Linked DNA regions of Gossypium arboreum: region 2 is linked to region 1. The links are chromatin contacts, called in public Hi-C maps. All regions are on one chromosome and are shown on one strand. Each heading gives the region's core, a stretch centred on a gene start, on an enhancer-like site or on the middle of the called end of the contact. The rest is flanking DNA. Distances are from core to core; before and after follow the strand shown. Region 1 holds the start of LOC108465737 (60S ribosomal protein L13a-4-like). Region 2 holds the start of LOC108489536 (transcriptional corepressor LEUNIG_HOMOLOG-like).

Region 1 (4,868 bases), core at 2,143-4,642:
ATTTCTATCTTCAATTTTTCTAAAAAAAAAAAATCCAAAAAACCCAACCCTTTACAATGAAAAATTTGGAGGCTTTATAGCCGAATACAAGTAGTTTTCCTGCTATTTTCTTGCTCAAATCGTAGGTCGTGGAGACGTGAATGGACGTGGGCGAGCAACGAACTAGTTGGGGGTCATGCCTAGTGTGCCGACGTGTGTGGTGGAGAGGCGCTGAACGTGGGGGTTGCGGCGTGGGTAACCTAGGGATTCCTAAGTTAGCTGACTATTTTGCTTGGAATTTTGGATCAATGTATTGAGCCTGTTTAATTTAGGCCAAAGCTGTATTTTGGGCCGACATTTAAACTTGAGCTTCAAAATCTATATTGGACTGTATTTTTATTTTGATTTTTACAGAAATTTAAAAACCCGGGCAAAATGGGCCTTTTACAATAAGTATTAAATATTAAAGCTCGATTCACAAATTAATCATTTTATGAACATAGTGTGCTTAAGCTCCATAGTTTCAGTTGCTCTAATATATATACATTTCATTTGATTTTAGCTTTTCATTTTAATTCTTAAACTATTAAATCATGAATGAAGAAGTAACTTTTTTTAAAATTTTACTTCACATACATATGAATAACATGTTAATATCTAATTAATGTTTAAATTTTAAAATTTTTAAAAATTATTAAAATATTTTTATTTCAAAAATTTTAAAATTAATTAAATACTGACATTTCATCACATCAACAAAGTTTAAAAATTAAATTTTCATTCATTTTGAAATGAATTTACAAAAATACAAATGTTAGAATATGCCTATACATTTTAGGTTTGAAATACCTATAATATTGGTCAAATATAATATAATAATTTATGTTATGAGACGAATCGGATATAAAGTAAGCCATATAATCCAAGTGAAGGAAAATGATTCTGAAGCAAATATTGGGAGGACAAAAAAACCAGAGTACCATACAAAATGTATATAAGCATAACATCATCTACTTCAAAAGATACAAGGACAATAAGATTATGAGCCACTCAAAAAAAGACACTATCAAAATGCATTGAACTTAACCAGATTGTTTCAACACTCCTTGGTCTATGAATCAATATTTGATAGGAGCAATAACTTCCAACTGCGCACCAAGCTTCTCCTCCGCCACCTTTTCAGCTTTAACCCTAAGCTTAACGAGTTGCTTCCGTCTCTCATATGCCACTTGAGCTCTCTCTTTCCTCTTCCTCTCGAGCTCCTGGAGGGAAGAAACAAGGAATCAGGAAATCAACAGATGTTATCAACTCCCAAGGTTTAGATAGTTGTATGTATAACAAAAAGATGAAGAACTGTACAATATCAAATACCAAAATAAGAGTATTTCATCCAAGTAAATAACACTCGATAAAAGAATTGAGCAGTCAGCAATACATGGTAAAAAATGTTGGGAAAAGTCGAGCATGCATGCTCAAATCAGATCCCAACCTTCAAAACAGAGACTGAGCAACAGAGGCTGAGAGTACAAAACAAAAAGTGACGTTCTCTTGTTTGCATGTAAGATCTCTTTCTATGAAAACCTTCTTGGAGTTTTACTAGGATTAAAGCGTTCAGCAAAAAAGCTTTTAGGTTATAACAATGTAATAAACAACGTTCTATGTTGATGAACTTTAAACGAAAACAAGCCAAATATCAGTCTTCACCTTGATAGTGTCATAGTGATTCCATCCAACCTCAGATGAGAGCTTGCCCAACAAGCAGTACTTGTGTCCTTTCTGAAGCCTCAAAACCCTAATTTAAAAACCAAAAAGAATTTTAAATCATTGTACATAACTAGTCGTGATCACTGCAAGTGAAGGAAATCTAATTTGCAGATAAGAAATTGACCATCAAAAACTCACTTGAGAGCATCAGGAATAACCATCCTCTTTATCTTATCATAAGGTGCAGGAATCCCCTCATAAGTCTTCAAGCGAGCAAGAGCTGCTGCTCCACGTTTAGTCTTGTGAGGAATCATACTGCAATAAAAAACAAATATAAATAATGAAAAGCAGCGTAGTTAAGGTGTGCACCTTCATTTAATTTATTTCATTCACTATACTTTTACTAGTAAGAAAAGGAATAAATGAACTATCTACTTCTCAATATTCGAGTATTCAACAATATATGTGAACCATAAAGAAATCATGTCTATTGACCACAAAGGAAAAAAGAAAACTCTGCAAGCATTGTAGGATAAACTAAACTACTCTTAGGAGTTTATTATCAGAATTGTATATACACAAACATTCAATGAGCTCCTTTCAGTCAAGCAAGCACTTTTTAGCACCTTGCACGATATAAATGTTCTAACACCTAAAAATGGCTAATGTACCATTTTTTTTGTTCGGAACCAGAGTATCCACCACTAACAGTAGTGACTAATCCCCTCATCACAAATGCTCTCTAAAGAGGTAAACAGCTGACCATGAAATGTGCTTGATTTCCATAAGCAAGAATTTAACTCAACCACATGATTAAGGGACGAAGTGAGCAACCATCACACCATACCTCATGCGCCATTCACAACACGTAACATAAGCAAAACTACATCACAACTGAAAATGCAGTAAGTGTAAACTTCATATATAATGAATCAAAACACCCTTTGCACCATAAGATCCATAGATCTTCGCAGCTGTATTCTCTCAACTCACAGATAATAACCTCAAGCACATTCGTAGTACACTTTCCATTTCTTAAATGAATAATGAGGAATCAGAAAATCCATCTAAACTTTCTATTATCAAACATAAACAGCACGCAACTTCCTCTTCATGCTTTACAAGATTTTCCAGCAACATATACAAAAAACTTGAAATCAATAAACCAGATATCCATCATAAAATGAAAACAGAAACATACCCACGAATGGTACGCCAGAGGATCTTAGCAGGAGCACGAAAGTGGATGGGACCATGAGAAGGCTTAGTGTTCATACGCTTCCTCAAGAACCTCATGTACTTCATCTTCTGCCTCACCAATCCACCCGAAATGCAAATTTCCTCACATCTCACCACCACTACTTTCTGCCCATTCAACAACTCCTTGGCCAATATCGATGCCAGCCTTCCTAGCATGTGATGCCTAGCATCCACCACCACCCTCTTCGCGCATATCCCTGAGCCTGAAACCATCTTTTCCTCTTCTTCTTCTTTGCTTGATAGCTTTGCCCAGCTGCTGCTGCTGCTGCCACTGCCGCCCTTCCAACAAAATTATGTTGATTGCAGCCTCTAGGGTTTTTAACAGGCTCTTTTTTAGGGTTGGTTTTTGGGTTAAGAAACAAAAAGACATGAAGTAAGAGAAAAGGAATGGACTTTCGTTAACTCAGGCCCAACTACTCTGACCTAAATTTACAACCCTCTGCATATTCAATAGCAAAATAGCCTGAACCCCACGAGATTTGAAGAGTTTTAATCAATTAAATTTGGTTTCCTATAAAATTACCAAAATAACCTCTTTAAATTTATAACTAATCATGCATTTTTAAACTTCAATTAGATTTTGATTATTTTTATATTTTTAATTATATATTTAATTTGTATGATATAATTTTTATTTAATCTCGTAATAATTAATGTAATATTAAAATTATGTAATATATCAAAATCAAATTTAGGTATTAAATTTCTATATACAAAAATTTAATGGTAAAATTTTAAGTTTGATCTCTTTATTTGTTAGGTCATATAAAAGAGTGAAAATACTTTTGAAAAGTTTAGTTTAATATTTAAGTATTTAGTATTGTTGTCAAAAATTATTTTTAAGAAATAAAATGTCCATTTTAAATATGGTATTATAAAGTAACAAATGTACATTTAAATAATGTCCAAATTAGTTAATATTATGATATTTTGAGAAATTTTTTAATTAATGATTTTATTTTAAAATGTAATTTGAATATTTAATCATATTGAATATTAACATAACATAAATAACATAAACCTAAAAATTTAAAATATTATATGTATTTAGATTAAAGTTTCAAAAGGGGTAATATTTATACACCAAATATAAATATTAAAATCTTACATTAACATTTGTAATTTAAAGTAAATTCCTTAAACTAGAAGTTATAATATATCTTATTAATTTCATTTCAAAACCACTTGAATTGTTTAATTTACCATCATTATCATTATCATCACTTTCACCATCATGCACATCTTATGAATCAATTATATTCTCATATGCCCTGTTAATATTTTCGATTCCATAAAATCGCATCATTTTTATCAACATATTTTTACACACTTTAAAAATACAAACGATAATATTATAAATATTACATAATTTGATCAAAATGAATGAACTGTAATATTATAAATATGTAAAAACACAAATTTTAAAAATTATAAAGATAAAAAAACAAAGAAATTTTAAATATAATAAAGAGGGGCAAAGTTCGAGACTCTTCACTTCTAAATGCCGCAACCAGAACATAAAATATGAGAAATGCAAGGATTGATGAATCATAAACAATATGTTAATGATTTAAGCATAGATAATACACAACTTGTGCCCATTATTATTGAAAAATCTCCAAATTAAGCTAAAAAATTTGGAATTCCTAAGTTCAAAAGAACAAGATGTTGAATTTTAATCTTGCAGCCCATGTTTCAGCAACCGAACAGAGCATAAAGCAAATACTTCAATTCATAATTCTAACTTCAAGGTACTGCAACCCCTAACCATTAATGTTCTTTAGGCTAAATGATGCTCATGGAATCCAAATTAGACTTTAAGAATCTTCTTTACAACTAGAACATTACTGTAACCCTCTCATCTCACATCAAAATAATCATATCAGCCATAACATCATGAGGGGAAATGGCATCAGATACCCACA
Region 2 (4,355 bases), core at 417-2,916, 630 kb after region 1:
AGTGGCTGGGATGTCTCTGAATTCATCGCATTTGGGTGTTTCATGCGCTCTTCATACATTTTTGCTGCCAATGCACTTGCATTTGACTGCCCTAGCATTCCTTCAGAGCCAGTTGCATTTACAGGACCACCTAAAGAAGGATGATTAGGATCCCTGCGTTGCATCTGAGCTTGACGCATCAGTTGCAACTGCTGCATCTGCAACTGTTGTTGCTCCTTTGCCTTGATTTGTTGTGCCTGTAAGTAAATCCATAATGGTTCAAATCATTCGGTATAAATTGAAGAAATGACAAGGTACTTACAATAATACTTGCTAAAGTTGTAAGTCACCTCTATGTATGCTGCAGCAGCCTCTGAATGCTTGTCATTAGTTCTCGATATAAATATGTCCCAAAAGACAGACCACCACTCAAAAAGAAACCCACCGGGAGCATCAATCGCTGGGTAAACAAGCAAGTCCTCAATAAATCACTTGTAAAACCAGATTCCCTCAACCAACAATATGCTACACAATTACAACATAACCAAGCAAAGTATAACCTTTAATTCCAAAGAAAAATTAACCCCTCCATTACGACCATTAATTTGGCATTTCTTATATTAATGTTAAGAATCTAAATGGCATACCCATTTAAATTTAAAATGCCCAAGAAAAAGTAAGACAAGGTACTTTTAGGTAAATTCAAAAGTCAATGTAACTTAGGTACAAAAAGATTCATATAAGAACTCCATTTCTGCATAAAATCTTCAGTCACACAATGTCATGAATTAACTAACAGAAATTGTACATAGTCAAACCCAATTCTTACCTACTGGATCCGGGGCGACTTTCCCTTCTGTCATGAAGGACTTTGCAGTGACATGCAGTTTTTTCTTTACCAAATAATCATATATATAAACATCAAGCCTGCCAACCAAAAATTAAATAGAAGTAAAGGAATCAAATTAAACTAAAAATAATATTCATTTTCTGAAATATCATATAGATACATCTTATCTGCTTCCCAATTACTCTGCGCCATCGTTTCAGCTCAAAAACAAATTAATTAACTGTTCAAAACAAAGCAAAGCAAAATTGATGTAGAGTTAAATTAGAAATTCGATTTACCAAAAAAGTTACAAATTTAGTACAAGATATTATAATTGTAAAACATGAAACAACGTTGATCAAAATTAACCTTAAAGGGAGCAATTCAAGGGATCAAGTCAATGGATCAAAGCCTGCATTACCACTCTTGACCTTGTGAAGAAGCGATCTAATATTGGTTTCTGCATTCAATAAGAAACAATTTAAAAAAAAAAAATCATAAATTTCCATAAAGCATCTTAATAAAAGATGAGATTAAATTAAAGTAAAAGGAAAAAGGTTAGACCTTATGAACTCAGAAAAGGAAGCTATAAATGGAAAGAATGACTGAATTAGGGTTTTCCTTTTAATAAGTTGATTTGATATCTTTGAAGCTTCGAAGCTCAGGTTTATTTATGTAGTTAACATAAGTGAAAATGGCCAAAAGGGAGAGTTTGAATAAGATCCAAACCAGAGATTCGGGTACTCGGGATCTGACTCAACAAACCTCAGGTTTGGAGTCCTTGAAGTTCAGAATAGTTAGTTCGGACTTTCTCAGCTCTCACACACCACGTCAGCTAAAGGACCCCCCACATGCTTTTATATATGCTTCTAAGTTTTTTCTTTTCATTTTCTTGTTTTATATAAATAGGTAATTTAATATGAAAAAGAATTCCTAATCTCACTACACTTCCCTAATTTCTTAGACTGCATTTCGAGAAAAATTTTAAATTTTAGAATATTTTTAAAATGTTTGTATTTGTGATTATTATGAATGAATAAATTTTAAAAGAAAATTTAGATTAATGAATTTTAATAAATTAAAAATAATTATAAAAAATTAATGATATAAAAATAAATAAGATAAACCTTAAAAAATAACTAATATAAAAATATGCACGATTTATAAAAATATATAAACATTTTTAGGGTAAATTACGTCAATAATCTTCAAATTTATTTAAAATTATATTTCAATCACCTAATTTTTAAAAATTACATAATATTTACTAATGTTATCAATTTGTTATATTTTTGTCACTGATTGCTAACTTTTTTAAAAAAAGTAATGTTGCAAATTAATTCAAAAGTTAATAGTTAATTTAGTTTCTCAGTTATAATTAAAAATAATATTAATATTTTTAAAATTTTCTTGTAAACAAATTTTAAAAAATATTAGACTAAAAATAATTAAAAATCATAATTTTAAAAAATAAAAAATATTTTTAAATTTGTATAAATCTAAAATTTCTTAAAATTAAAACTAAAAAAAAGTAAACTAATAATTCTTCTAAGTTTTTATTTTATAAAAATCTAAAAATTTTCAAACTAAAACTCTTTTGTTTTTCACCTTTAATGAATACCTTTAATCACATCAACAACTTCATGTTGTTTTATACTAAATTTTGTTTGCAAATTTTTTTTTTTGAAATTTTAAGAACCATTTTTGTTATTGTGACTAATTCTTTTTGAGGGTACTTTTGAATAAATTAATGACTAATCATAAAATGTACTTAATTTTTATGGACGGAGATCAAACCGTTAACATTATAATTAAGAAATAAAGTGAAAAATTACCACATCATACTTCATAATTTAAAATTTTAAAATCTCACTAAAATAAAAATTTTCTTCCAAATCTCTCATCTAAACTTATATGCATATTCATTTTACGGTTTATGTTTAGGGTTTTAATTATCCTTTCAATAATATTATTTTAAAATTCAAACTTAAATTCTCTTTTAAAAATATAATGTGACTTACCATTATACTCAATACTTGTTGATGTCTTTCTAACTTTTTATACAGTAATAAAATCAAAGGAAAATCAACTGACAACAGAAAACGTATCGACATGGAAACTAAATTACAAAACCTTACACTGACATTTTCAATGACAGTTCAAATTAAAGAAAAAATAGGAACTACAGTATATTTAATACATTAGATAATAAATTCCATATATTATAATCATCCTCAGTCCATAAATTTCAATCCGGGACATAACCTCAAATCAAAACTCAGGAATTTCATCGGTAAGAGATTATTGAAAGTATGAGTTGAATGTCAATTTCTTTTTATTTGTAAAATACTACCTTTTTAACTTTTTTAACATCTATTCTAAATAGGGGTGAGTATTCGATCGAGTCGAGTCGGATCGAGTCAAAAAATTTCGAGTTAGTCGAGTTGACAAATCCTATTTTAGCAACCGAACTCAATTTGAATTTTTTTCGAATCGGATCGAATCGAGTCAAAAAAATTTCGAGTCAAGTCGAGTCGAGTTAACGAATCCTATTATCTGTACTCAATGTTGCGCTTACATGAACCGATTATTTAACTAGAAAACGAAGTATAAAATTATTTAACAACATAAACAATATAATTATTTAACAACATAAACAATATAATGGTTTTGCCTTTTAACTTAATCAGTAAACATTTATCAAAACAACATAGTTTTACCTTTTAACTTAATGGTTTTGACTTTTAGCTTTTGAAAAGGTAAACATTTATCAAAATGACGTAGTTTTGCCTTTTCTTATTCATATTTTCGGATAACTCGAATTATGTAATTCACATTCGAGTTAAACCGAAAAACTTATTTTTTTATTCGAGTTGACCCAAATAACTTGATTAACTCAAATAACTTGAACTATTTAATTCAAAATTTGAAAATTTTATCGAGTTTTTAGAATCGAATTAGATTTTGTTCACCTCTAATTCTAAATACACTAAAAATGTTCCTGCTATTTTTAAGTTTTTTTTGGGGGAAAGTAATGTAATTTATTTATGAAAAATTAGCATAGACTACTAGACTCCTATACGTAACTTTAACACCCTTCACTTATTTTGGTCGTTGGATTCGAGTTATAAGATACTACAATAATGGATCAAATCACGTATAATTCCAGGTTTAGACAATCAATTAAACAATAAAAACATTTCATAATCAATGCATAATATGATTTACAAACAAATCTGAGTCTCAATCGAGCTTATGAAAGCTCTTAAGTTGACCTAAGAACAAATAAAGATCATATTGAAAACTTTTCAAAAGATACAGAAAATCTTCAAAATAGGGGTCACACAGCCGTGTGCCCTAGCCGTGTTACAAATGGTGACCGTGCGGATTTGGGGTCACATGGCCATGTAACTCATTAAAGCCATGTGGACCTAAATGCATAAATTCATAAAAAGTCACACAGCCGTGTGGTTGGGCCTTGTAACAAACTAAGACTGTGAAAAACTAAATGACCAAATCTACAGTACTCACATGGGCGTATGGCCAG

The links. A called contact is a pair of places that touch in the nucleus more often than the background predicts.
Region 2: a Hi-C map of leaf shows a contact between it and region 1, with 4 times the contacts expected there. The contact joins the promoter of LOC108489536 here to the promoter of LOC108465737 in region 1. A contact is called at or near these places in 2 of 5 Hi-C or Micro-C datasets (both in leaf).

The regions. Positions count from the first base shown.
Region 1 is chr10:50,607,055-50,611,922 of ASM2569848v2, forward strand. It overlaps LOC108465737 (60S ribosomal protein L13a-4-like), which reads right to left and starts at 3,393. Exons shown (of 4, transcript XM_017766121.2): 1 at 2,885-3,393; 2 at 1,882-1,998; 3 at 1,684-1,771; 4 at 907-1,241. The coding sequence starts at 3,156. The coding sequence ends at 1,098. It overlaps LOC108465739 (a long non-coding RNA gene), which reads left to right. Exons shown (of 2, transcript XR_001868536.2): 2 at 126-432.
Region 2 is chr10:51,241,092-51,245,446 of ASM2569848v2, forward strand. LOC108489536 (transcriptional corepressor LEUNIG_HOMOLOG-like) reads right to left here and starts at 1,667. Exons shown (of 20, transcript XM_053019971.1): 1 at 1,373-1,667; 2 at 1,178-1,268; 3 at 990-1,049; 4 at 809-906; 5 at 330-439; 6 at 1-236. The coding sequence starts at 1,021.